Regions from separate parts of the Mus musculus genome. Here region 2 is linked to region 1. Evidence: chromatin contacts called from public Hi-C data. All regions are on one chromosome and are shown on one strand. Each heading gives the region's core, a stretch centred on a gene start, on an enhancer-like site or on the middle of the called end of the contact. The rest is flanking DNA. Distances are from core to core; before and after follow the strand shown. Region 1 has its middle 9.9 kb from the start of Gm35147. Region 2 overlaps Lhpp (phospholysine phosphohistidine inorganic pyrophosphate phosphatase).

What was found. Hi-C and Micro-C count contacts between places; a contact is called where the count stands out from the background.
Region 2: a contact with region 1 is called in a Hi-C map of the G1E-ER4 cell line, with 2.0 times the contacts expected there. The contact joins two enhancer-like sites. A contact is called at or near these places in 12 of 484 Hi-C or Micro-C datasets (B cells, the G1E-ER4 cell line, the N1E-115 cell line and 7 more) and 1 of 9 other capture datasets (embryonic stem cells).

What each region holds. Positions count from the first base shown.
Region 1 is chr7:132,473,176-132,478,221 of GRCm38.p6, forward strand. No RefSeq gene overlaps it. Among named protein-coding and RNA genes, the nearest start is that of Gm35147, 9.9 kb to the left of the region's middle. Within about 2 kb of position 2,101, at least 51 of the 459 cell types and tissues checked have an H3K27ac peak or open chromatin away from gene starts, as enhancers often do. A contact at or near this core is called in the G1E-ER4 cell line, where this site is marked.
Region 2 is chr7:132,638,869-132,643,914 of GRCm38.p6, forward strand. Lhpp (phospholysine phosphohistidine inorganic pyrophosphate phosphatase) reads left to right here. Exons shown (of 7, transcript NM_029609.1): 4 at 2,656-2,719; 5 at 3,619-3,711. Among named protein-coding and RNA genes, the nearest start is that of Lhpp, 31 kb to the left of the region's middle. Within about 2 kb of position 2,438, at least 17 of the 459 cell types and tissues checked have an H3K27ac peak or open chromatin away from gene starts, as enhancers often do. A contact at or near this core is called in the G1E-ER4 cell line, where this site is marked.

The DNA of each region.
Region 1 (5,046 bases), core at 851-3,350:
GAGCCCTCAGGGGGTCCGTGCCTCACTTAAGTAGTAGATATAATAGAGCTGAATATGGCAGGGACCTGCCACTGGAATGGTCTCAGGTCATCTACTGTCCAGGACCACAGGGTCATCAGTACAGCAAGAAATGCTTTCAGAAACACATGGACTGTAATATACGTAGACACCGAAGACTCATTGGCGTCCAGACACCCTGAATGTACTGACACAAGTCACATCTTACACAAATATATTGACACCCACAGACTCAGGGACACAGACATATATACACACACATCACTTAGATATAGGCACCTCCCTTCCACACATAAAAACTCCCATACCCGATAGGCCAAGTGGAGCTTTGACACAGGTGACTGGATGTTGTCACTGCACTGCCTATAAAGCCAGGGTCAGAGTTGACATATTTAGACACCTCCTACGTCCCTGAACCCACTCTACCTCATTCACCAAGCTTACCCCAGGATCTAAGAAGTTCTTAGTCTAACACGCTTGATAACATTAGCAACGCTGGTGGTACCTTGGCTTGGGATCATGACTGGCTCCAAATGGCCCTGTATCAAAGGGCTTTGAAGAACCCACCTTGCTCCTGACACACCTTGCTCCTGACAGACACAGGGGCATGCCAGAGCCTCACTCCTACCTGCCCTGAACCACTTTCCAACAGGAAAAGCTTTGAAACTAGCGTTTAAACACCAGCCATCAGAGGCCCATCAGCTGTGGACCTCAACCCCAAGGAAACATGGCGGAACAATGGCAGAACCAAGCTACCCTTGGCTCCTCAAGGGTCCCTCCCTGCCCAGATACACCCTCCCTAAGCCCCACCCTACAAGATGATCCTGGGTCACAGCACAGCAGGCAGTTCCAAATCACTCTTGTAGCCTGTACCCCCAATTCTCTAATGCCAGATCTACAGCCCTGGGGTCTCATAGCCAGAGGAACTAAACCCTGACAGGAGGAGGCTACTGTGGGGAGGGAATCTAATCACTTAGGAGCACCAAAACATAATAGGGAACAGGGCCTTCATGCCCTCTGCTAATGTCAGAAGGTCTGGGAGTTTGTGGCCAGGCAGAGGCCTGAGATCCAGGACCCAGTAAGGCTAAGAAGAACCAGGCAAGAACCCCACTCAGCAGGAACTGCTATAAACTGTCAAAGGCAGCTCAGGGCTCTCTGGGGAGCAGTCAGCAGGGAACCTATCTGACTGAGTCCCTGTCTGGTTCCCCTCCATCCCTTCTCTCCAGATAGCATCCAATGAGAAGCTGGTCACATAGGGACATCTCTCATGCCCTTTCTTCCTCATTCTTGTGTCTAAGAGGCCATCAAGTCCCTTGGACCACTTGTCCCAGGAACTTTCCCTATAGACATTCAACTTCCACCAAAAGGTCCAGAGCAGCTGTTCTCTGAGTTATGGATCATATCTTGCAGGCCAGAAATCTAGACAAGGCAGAGCTGGACAGCTCATTGCTACCCCACAGTGTAGGGGCCCCAGTTGGTGGGACCCCAAAACTGGCATCTAGAGTCATCTAATCTGTTGCTGTCAGTGAGGGCCTTAGTGAATCCCCTGGGTATGAGTATAAGGCCTTCCTGCAGCCTGGCTCTGTCCAGCCTGCAGCCACATGGGCACAACTCTCTTTCTTTGAGTGTCAAAGTGGAGTGTCCTGATTGACCCAGGGCGTAGCCTCTGACAATTATTGCTTCTGCAGCAGTTTGTCCTGAAGGAGCTGGCCCAAATCCGAGGGGAGCAGACATCAACACTGCATCTTATTAGGAAGTGTCAAAGACTGTGTGGACATATTTCTGAGCCACCCATCAGCTCAGAGGTGCCTCAGAGGTGCCATGCAGCCTTTGCCCTCCTGACTGCTTCCTCGGGTCAGCTACTTGTCTCCCAGAAGACTTGGTCCTAGCCCAAAGGCTGGAAAAACAAACTCATGTCGATCTGTCTTCCTCCAGCCCTGTCCTTCCATGCCATCCATCACCAATAGGGAGGTTCAGAGCATCAGCAAATTAAGAAGCTCTGGAACCCACAGCCACTTACCAAAGCAGGACATAAGCTTTAACCACGGGAGGGGCAGCATTGGTTACTGTTCCTATAGCGCCCTCTGCCTCCGCCCCAGCCACATTACATACAAAATCCTCCATGCCCTCCTGCTCATGCCCTGTGTAGGCTAGTTTCCTAGCCTGAAGTACTCCTTCTTCTTTCAAAGGAACCCTAGAAAACTCATGTTCACCCTTCAAAACCCAGCTGCCATGTCACAGCCTCTGTGGTGCCAGCCTCCTATCCACGTATGAGCACAACACAGGTGTGGGTCTTAATCTTGGTGGTGTGATGGAATCTTGGTCACTGTCCTAGCTAACCCCATCCTGGCTCTCTTTGGCTCGGTTGCTTGCCTCCTTCACCTGTCCTTTCCAGTCACCTTGGATTCCAGGAGCAAAAGGACTCGTTGCAAAGCACATCTGTAGCAGGCAACTGAAACAACACCAAGCAATGGGGAACCTGCAAGACAGACTCCTCCCAAACAGGGGCAATTGTCAAAGCAGGCAAGGCTGGGCTGTGGAGCAGAAGGCATTATCTCATGACAAGTGGAGAGCCCCAACCTCAGCCCCAAGCAGTGACAGACTTCTCCAGGCCACCTTGAGACACCAGAACCAAGCAGATCCCACCGGCCAGAAATGCTTAATTCTTTGGACCTCTTGCCTGCCTGGCTCTACAAATATCCAAGGTTCATTGTTGGGCCCTACTTGGCCTCTGTTTGGGCCTTGAAGACAAACCTGAGCCTAGTTTGATTTTCGAGAACAGTCATTCACCTCCACTTGAAAATGACTCAACATGGCATAGATGAAATTGCCTCTGCCTAGCCACCACTAATGTCTAAAATTTTCATAGGCCCTGTGAAGTCACCCCATATCCTTCATCATCTCACACCTCCCCATACGTCATCTCACCCCATACCCCTATCCCCACCTCCTTGCCCTGCCTATATAAGCAAATTGCTGCCACATTAAATCGAGTCCCTGCTTCGACAAGATTCCCAGCCCGGTGTGGTTCCTCTTGGGACACCACTCACCATCCCATTCAGACCCAGAGAGACCGGCTCTCCTCGCAGCTATCTGCCAACAAAGAGCCCACAGTTCATGTCAGGGATCAGTTGACCCCTTTAATATTTGTCCCCATGTGGCCACACTGAGTAAGCCTCCTTCCTCCCTGTTTCTGGCTGTTGTGATCTCTGTAATTGGCATATTGCCATAGGTAGAAGAGTCAGCTATTGGGACCGCAGGAAGCAGGATTTTTGCTCTAAAATTTTGGTTGTAAAGGAGGGTTTATTTTTATACATGTGTATGGTTGTCTGAATGTATGTACATGCACTGCATGCATGCAGTGCCCACAGAGGCCAGGAGATGACACTGGGTCCCCTGGAACTGTAGTTACAGATGGTTGTAAGTCAACATATGGGTGCTGGGAACCAGATCCAGATCTTCTGATAAGCAATATGTTCTCTTAATTGCTGATCCATCTCTCCAGGCTCAGTTGGAAATATTTCACATATACTGGTGACAAGGTGCCAAAATGTAACAGTCTGACTCACAGCATAGGGACTGCCTTAGACATCAAAACTCTCAAATCTCCCGCAGAGGGTTCTATGTAGCTGAGGCTAAGAGGCAGTGCTATAGACCAGTGGCCCCTGCAGTGTCACACATACCAACCGCCTGAGAAACTTCCAAGGCACTACCTTTCCCCAGCTCAAGTCTATCAAATCAGAACCTATAGGAGTAAGGCCCAGCTCATAGCCTGGGTTCCTTATAAAACCTCCCCAGGGTGTTCCAGCATGCTGCTGGGGTGGAGAAAGCTGGAATGAATCCTAGCTCCCACTCAAAAGTATGACATTTGGACATAACTCAGAGCTTCCATCTAACCTTCACCCTGTAAATGACCTTTATCCCAGTGTGAGCCAGGTCACAACCCTGTGGTTTTACTGAGAATGTCACAAGAGACTCTTAGCTTCTAAAACTGTTAAGTGAATGCGGAAGATGAATAATTTAAAGATTGATTCCACGCACATAATAGATGCTCAGTAAGTACTCGCTGAATGAATTCATTAGCTAATCCATACACCTCTAATTTCGCATGACACAAATACTCCCTTCTCTCAGGAGACTGAGTTCCTTGAAGGCAGGATGGAGACCCAGACCCAAGCAAAGATAGCCAGTGCATGAGTCAATGGGTCCATGAACGACCTGTGCAATCCCTCCTGGCTATCTCTCCAGTCTCTAGGTATGCAACGGGTTTCTAGATGAAGAGAAAAAAAGCTCACACATCACGTCTGCTGGAAGGAGAGTGGCAGTACAATTTAATCACATAACTCGTTAATCAACTCGCCCAAGTTGTTAGGCATTTTGGAGGCATTTCCATGTACAGTGACCCAGAGGTCCCTAGCTACATATATACTGGGAATTCGGGTCCTGCTTACTGCCACTCTAATACCCAGACTCAGTTTCCCTAAGGAGCCCTGTAAGAATGTGGCTTCTGCTCTGGCCTCAGAAAGAACAGCAGATGGAACCATAGCAAACAGAACGGTAGCCCTTGCCTCCCTGCTATTGTGATTGCAGTGATCTGGTGGCCTGGTTGCATGATTCCTCCTGCCTCATTCCTCACCCCCATTCCTACAGCTGAAGCCCAGGGGAAGTAACCACACAGAGAGGAGAGCCACACCCTCCACACTGAGGGTGCTGGAGCCAGACAGAGCAGGAGTCTAGACCTCACTCACCCCTTCTCAGCTGTGTAAGCAGAGCAAACCAAGCCTGTGAGCCCCAGCTCAGATGACGTTAGCAATGATGGCTGTTCCCAAAGCCACTATTCAGTGAGAATGAAATGCTGGCCGTGGAGTTGAATGCCAGATCCAGTTTACAGCAAACCTTAAGACATGGCAGGTGATGACACAGGCCCTTTAGGCCCAGGGGCCGTCTGGGTATCTGTGCCCCTCAGAATAAGTATATTAGTTACATTTCTCACTCTGTGTCAAAAATTCCTGACAGACACCGCTTAAG
Region 2 (5,046 bases), core at 1,188-3,687, 170 kb after region 1:
GAGACTAAGCCACCTGCCACCCAGACAGTGCAGCTCCAGCACCAATGGCTCCCTCTGCTGGACAAATACTGTTTATCCTTCTCCAGTTCTTTGAAGCTCTGGACCTGGCTAAGGAAATAGGCATTATAGTTTATTGTAACAATAGAAAAAAAATAAAGCTGTGTGTGTACGCATGCATGAATGCCTGGGTATGTGCGTGCGGGCCTGCCTGCCTGCTGCCTGCCTGTGTGTCAGTAAGTGTAAGCATGCTCGTGCCAGGGTAAGCATGTTTGAGGTCACAGGTGTGTGTGTGTGTGTGTGTGTGTGTGTGTGTGTCTGTCTGTCTGTCTGTCTGTCTGTCTGTCTTCCTGTGTCTGCCTGCCTACCTGCATGTTTGTTTATAAGTGTAGGTGTGCTCATGCCAGGGTGTATGCATGTAGAGGTCACAGGACAACCTCGGGAATCACTCTTTATCTTCTACCATGTTTGAGACAGGGTCTCTTTGTTGTTTGCCAGGCTGGTTTCTGGGGCTTTGTCTGTCTCTGCTTCTCATCTGTCGCAGGAGTGCTGGGACTGCAGACACATGCTACCAGGCCTGGCTTCATGTGGGTTCTGGGGAACTGAAGGTCCTCATGCTTGCTTGGCAAGTGTTCTACTCACTTAGCCACCTTGTCAGCCCCAAGAAGCCTTTTAAGAAAATTTCTTCAGGGCTTCAGAGATGACTTAGTGGTTAAGGTTGTTGGCATGCAAGCAAGAGGGTTGGAGTTTGGATACCCTGGACCCACATAAATGCCAGCTGGTGTAGCAGACTGCCTGTACTTCCAGGCTGGTAGAGATGGGATATTCTAAGAGAAGGATGGCTGATGCAAGACTAGTGCTATCAGCAAACCCTGAGTTTGACTGAGACACTACTTCCCCCCAAAATTACAGTGCAAAAGTGGCCCAGGGAGCTTGACACGTAGCCTCAGGCTTCTGCATGTGTGCACACATGCACCACACATACATGTCACTGCTCTAGAGACCGTGGGACTAGGAGGATGGGGAACGAGTCAGACTAAAGCCACATGCAATTGCCTACGTTATTCAGAGCATCTGACAATTTATACTCTGAGGGTTAAGAGAAATCACATGAGTAACGTTTTCATGAGTTTGAAAGCTGCATACAATCATGAGAACAAGCTACACGTGGCAAAAATACATTCTCCATAGAGGCTTATCAAGTATGGCTTCAATGTCTAATTGAGTAACAACAGCAAGCAAGAATGAGTATTGGAAGTAACCTCACTCCTAGCCGCTATACCTGGGAGGAGCACAAAACACTTTCCAAGAATAATTCCATGTTTTGAAGAAATTGAGGTCATAGAGTCTTGTCTTGTTTTCTTGGCATTTTCTCACAAGCACTCAGCGTTCTCACGTGACTCCATTCCTGGACCGTGTTCCAGCACATGCACATGGAAAGGTGAAAAAGAAAAGACATTCGTGAGATCGGATCTGCTATGTATCCTCAGCTGACCTAGAGTTCACAATCTTCCTGCCTCAGCCTCCTGAGTGCTGGATTACAGGAGTGACCCCACCAGGCCTGGGGCTTGTATTATTTTACCACTGAGCCTCCTATCTCAGGGCCTCTGTCTTAGCTCCACGAGCAGCTGTTTATAGTAGTCGTCTCCAGTCTTTTGGTGAGTGGTGTTTGTGTTCTAGGCATTGTGTAAGGAATGGTGTTGTTTATGTAGTGTGTTACTTTGCCCTAGATATGGGTGGTTTTGATTGCTTTGACTATGTCACAGGCGAGGAAGCTGAGGTCTAAAGGCTTACATAGAGCAAAGTCACTTTTAGAAATCAGAGAAGGAATTTCAGTATTGAAGACAGCCTACATCCCCTGTTCTCGGATCCTCAGCTCGCATGCTGAGTTAATGTCCCCTGGACGGAGAAGGAAGGGAAGACTGACGTGGGTGCTCAGACTCCCCTAATAACTCAGAACTTGGATTCCTGTGCCATTTTCTGGGTTTCAGTGAACCTCATCTCTGGAGGGTGATGGCTAAGCCACCTTCTTGCCTCCTTGGTCACGTGGCTTTGCTCAGAGAGCCCCAGAAATGGATGACATTGCAGCTAGGACTCTTATGTACCTCGAGGGAGGCCTTGGTCTGATGTGGATGGGCTGTGGGTCTAAGCACTGGGGCTAAACCGAGGAACCCTCCGAGGAGCTGAGCCTGCGCTGTCTCTGGGAGGTTGGGAAGACATTCTTGTCTCAAGGAAGCAGCTGGTGCCTGTGAAACCTGGCACCTTGCCTGACCCCAGCTAATAGGGATGTCGCAGGCTGCTGTGGAACTAATGGAGCACTCTCCTCAGGCAGCAGTTAGGGGTTAATTATTAGCAATTAGGGAGTCAGCACATGCTCTGGGGGGGCTGCCGTCCCTTCCCGAAACACGGGTCACTTGTCTTCCTCTGTGTTAGTAACGGGATCCATCTGTCCCCCTTGGGTTCCTGGTTAATCATTGTGGTAGGGGTCCCTACAAGGCCAGCAGCAGGGGGCTAGTGGCTGAATGACCCATGATGCCCCACTGCCGCTGGCCCTCTGCTTCTGCCATGTGGCCTCTGTCGGTTACTCTCAGCATGGCATCGGGACTGGCCTGCACCTGTGGCTCTCTGTGAACCCCCTTCCCTTGTGCTCTCTTGCAGACGCTATTACAAGGAGACCTCTGGCCTGATGCTGGACGTTGGAGGTTACATGAAGGCGCTCGAGGTACCTGCCCTGGTGCTGCCCCAGGCCCTGGCTTTCTGGAGAAGATGGTGTACTTTATAGACAAGTAGCCTCTCATGTTTCTGAGTGGAGCATCCTGTGTGGGGCTTGAGCCACACCCCCGTCTCCTCTGTGGAAGTAATGGAGGTCTCTCCTCAGGCAGCAGTTAGGGTCCATTATCTTGATCATCACACAGTCATTATGTATGTATGTGTCATCCCTCTGACCCCCAGCCAACCTCTGGGTGCTCTTTCCCAGCATGCTCTTCACCACTCTGACTCATGGCTTTAGTGTCTCTTCAGATCACCTGCTTCCTTCCCAGCCCTGTAACCCCTCAGGCTGTGTGTCCTCCCAACTCCTCTCCTGAGATGACTTTCCAGGTTATAAAGCCTTCTGTGGCAAGACCTCCAGAGTCCACTGTGACTGGCCTGTCAGTTACCCCTGCCCAGATTCCTGCTAGACCATGTCCCAGCTCCACAATAGTAGCAGCCCCTGTCCACCTGTGCCCAGGCGAGAAGGGTGAGCAGGTGGGTGGATTGAATCCTAGACACACTTAGGAGGGCCTTTGATCTACTTGGAGGTGGGTAGCAGGGAGAGGCAAGAGATGGGATTGTAGCTGAACAGGCAAATGAGAGCCTTGGTCTCCTGTCCCTTGGGAGACTCGTGGTTCTGCTAGGTAAGGTATGCCACTTGCTGTGGGCACTCTTGAAGTAGGCGGCAGAGCTGGAGGTAGGTGTCCTAAGCATTCTAGGCAGCAGCCTGTTGTGGAGTTGTGACACGCTTGCCTGTGAGAGGGTTTGAGGCCCATGGCATCCTGATCATCATGAGGCGGTCAGTCTTTCCATGTGTGTCTACTCCCGTGTTCCTGATCTGAAACTCATACTGTGTCTTCTCTTTGCCAGTATGCCTGTGGTATCAAGGCTGAAGTGGTGGGGAAACCCTCCCCTGAGTTCTTCAAGTCTGCTCTACAAGCCATAGGGGTGGAAGCCCACCAGGTAGGCACAGCAGAATTTCCTTTCTTCTTTACATGTTTAAAACGACATTTACTTATTTATATACTTATTTGGGGTATGAGATTGTGTGGGTTCCGGGAACCAAACTCAGGTTGACAGGATCAGCAGCAAGTGCTAACACCCGCTGAACCATCCTGCTGGCCCCGATCGTTTCTCACCGTGAGGAAGGAGACAGTTTCTTACCATGCAGCCCAACAACTGGGTCACACAGAGTCTTCACTTCGAATTGTTTTTGTCCTTTAAAATACTAATGCTTTCCTTCCTTGCTTTCCATGTGCGTGTACATGTACATGTGTATAAGTCACAGGCACACATGTGCCACAGTGTGCATGTGGAGGGCGGAAGACAGCCTTGGTTGTTAGTGCTTGCCTTGCTCTCTCTTTGAGAGCTTATTCACTGCTGCAGATGTCAGGGTGGCTAACCATTGAGCTTCCAGGGATTCTCCTGTCTCTCCCTCCCATCTCAACATAGGATTCCTGGCATCACGGATGTGTAGTGCTGTGCCCACCTTCCCATGGGTCTGGGGATTAGAACTCAGATCCTCGTGCGTGTACAGCAGGCTCCTTTCCCAGTGAGCCCTATCATCTCCCTAGCCCCAGAACGGATTTTTTACTCTCTTGGGTTTTTTTTGTGGGTTATTTGTTTGTTTAGATAGGGTTTCTCTGTGTAGCCCTGGCTATCTTGGAACTCACTCTATAGATGAGACTGGCCTCTGCCTCCCAAGTACTGGAATTAAAGGCTGTTCCACCATGGCCTGGCTTTACTGTCATATTTTTAAAATAATCTCAGACCTGTTGTATCCTTTCATATTACAATATTTCTTTTTAAACGTGGCATTTTAGCCACAGCCACAAAGTAGTACAGCCCCAGGCAATGACTTAAAAAGTCCATAGAAAGATGGCCCAGTCTCCTGGCTCATTAGTATCACAAGTCAGAAAGCATCGTCTAATACAGATGCTGAAGGAAAGAAGTAACAGAGGATCGCAAGCGTTCATGTGGTGAAGCTGCAACCCTCGTGTTCTGCTGGTAGGACCGTGAGTTAGCCGCACTGCTGGGAGGGAGCCTTTGGTGGGTCTTCAGTGTTAAATGAGTCTACTGTCTGCCTTAGCAATCGTGCTCCTGGCTGTAGCCCAGATAACAGGGACAGGAATTCAGACGACAACCACCATCACTACCTCATAGGGTCTGAAGATAGCAAGAATGAAGCCCTAGGTTTGAGTCCCACCACCACAGAAACAGTCTCCTAAAACCATTTAGTGATGTTCATGGCAGCTGTATTCACAGTACCTAAAAGGTTGAACCGCACTCAGATGCCTG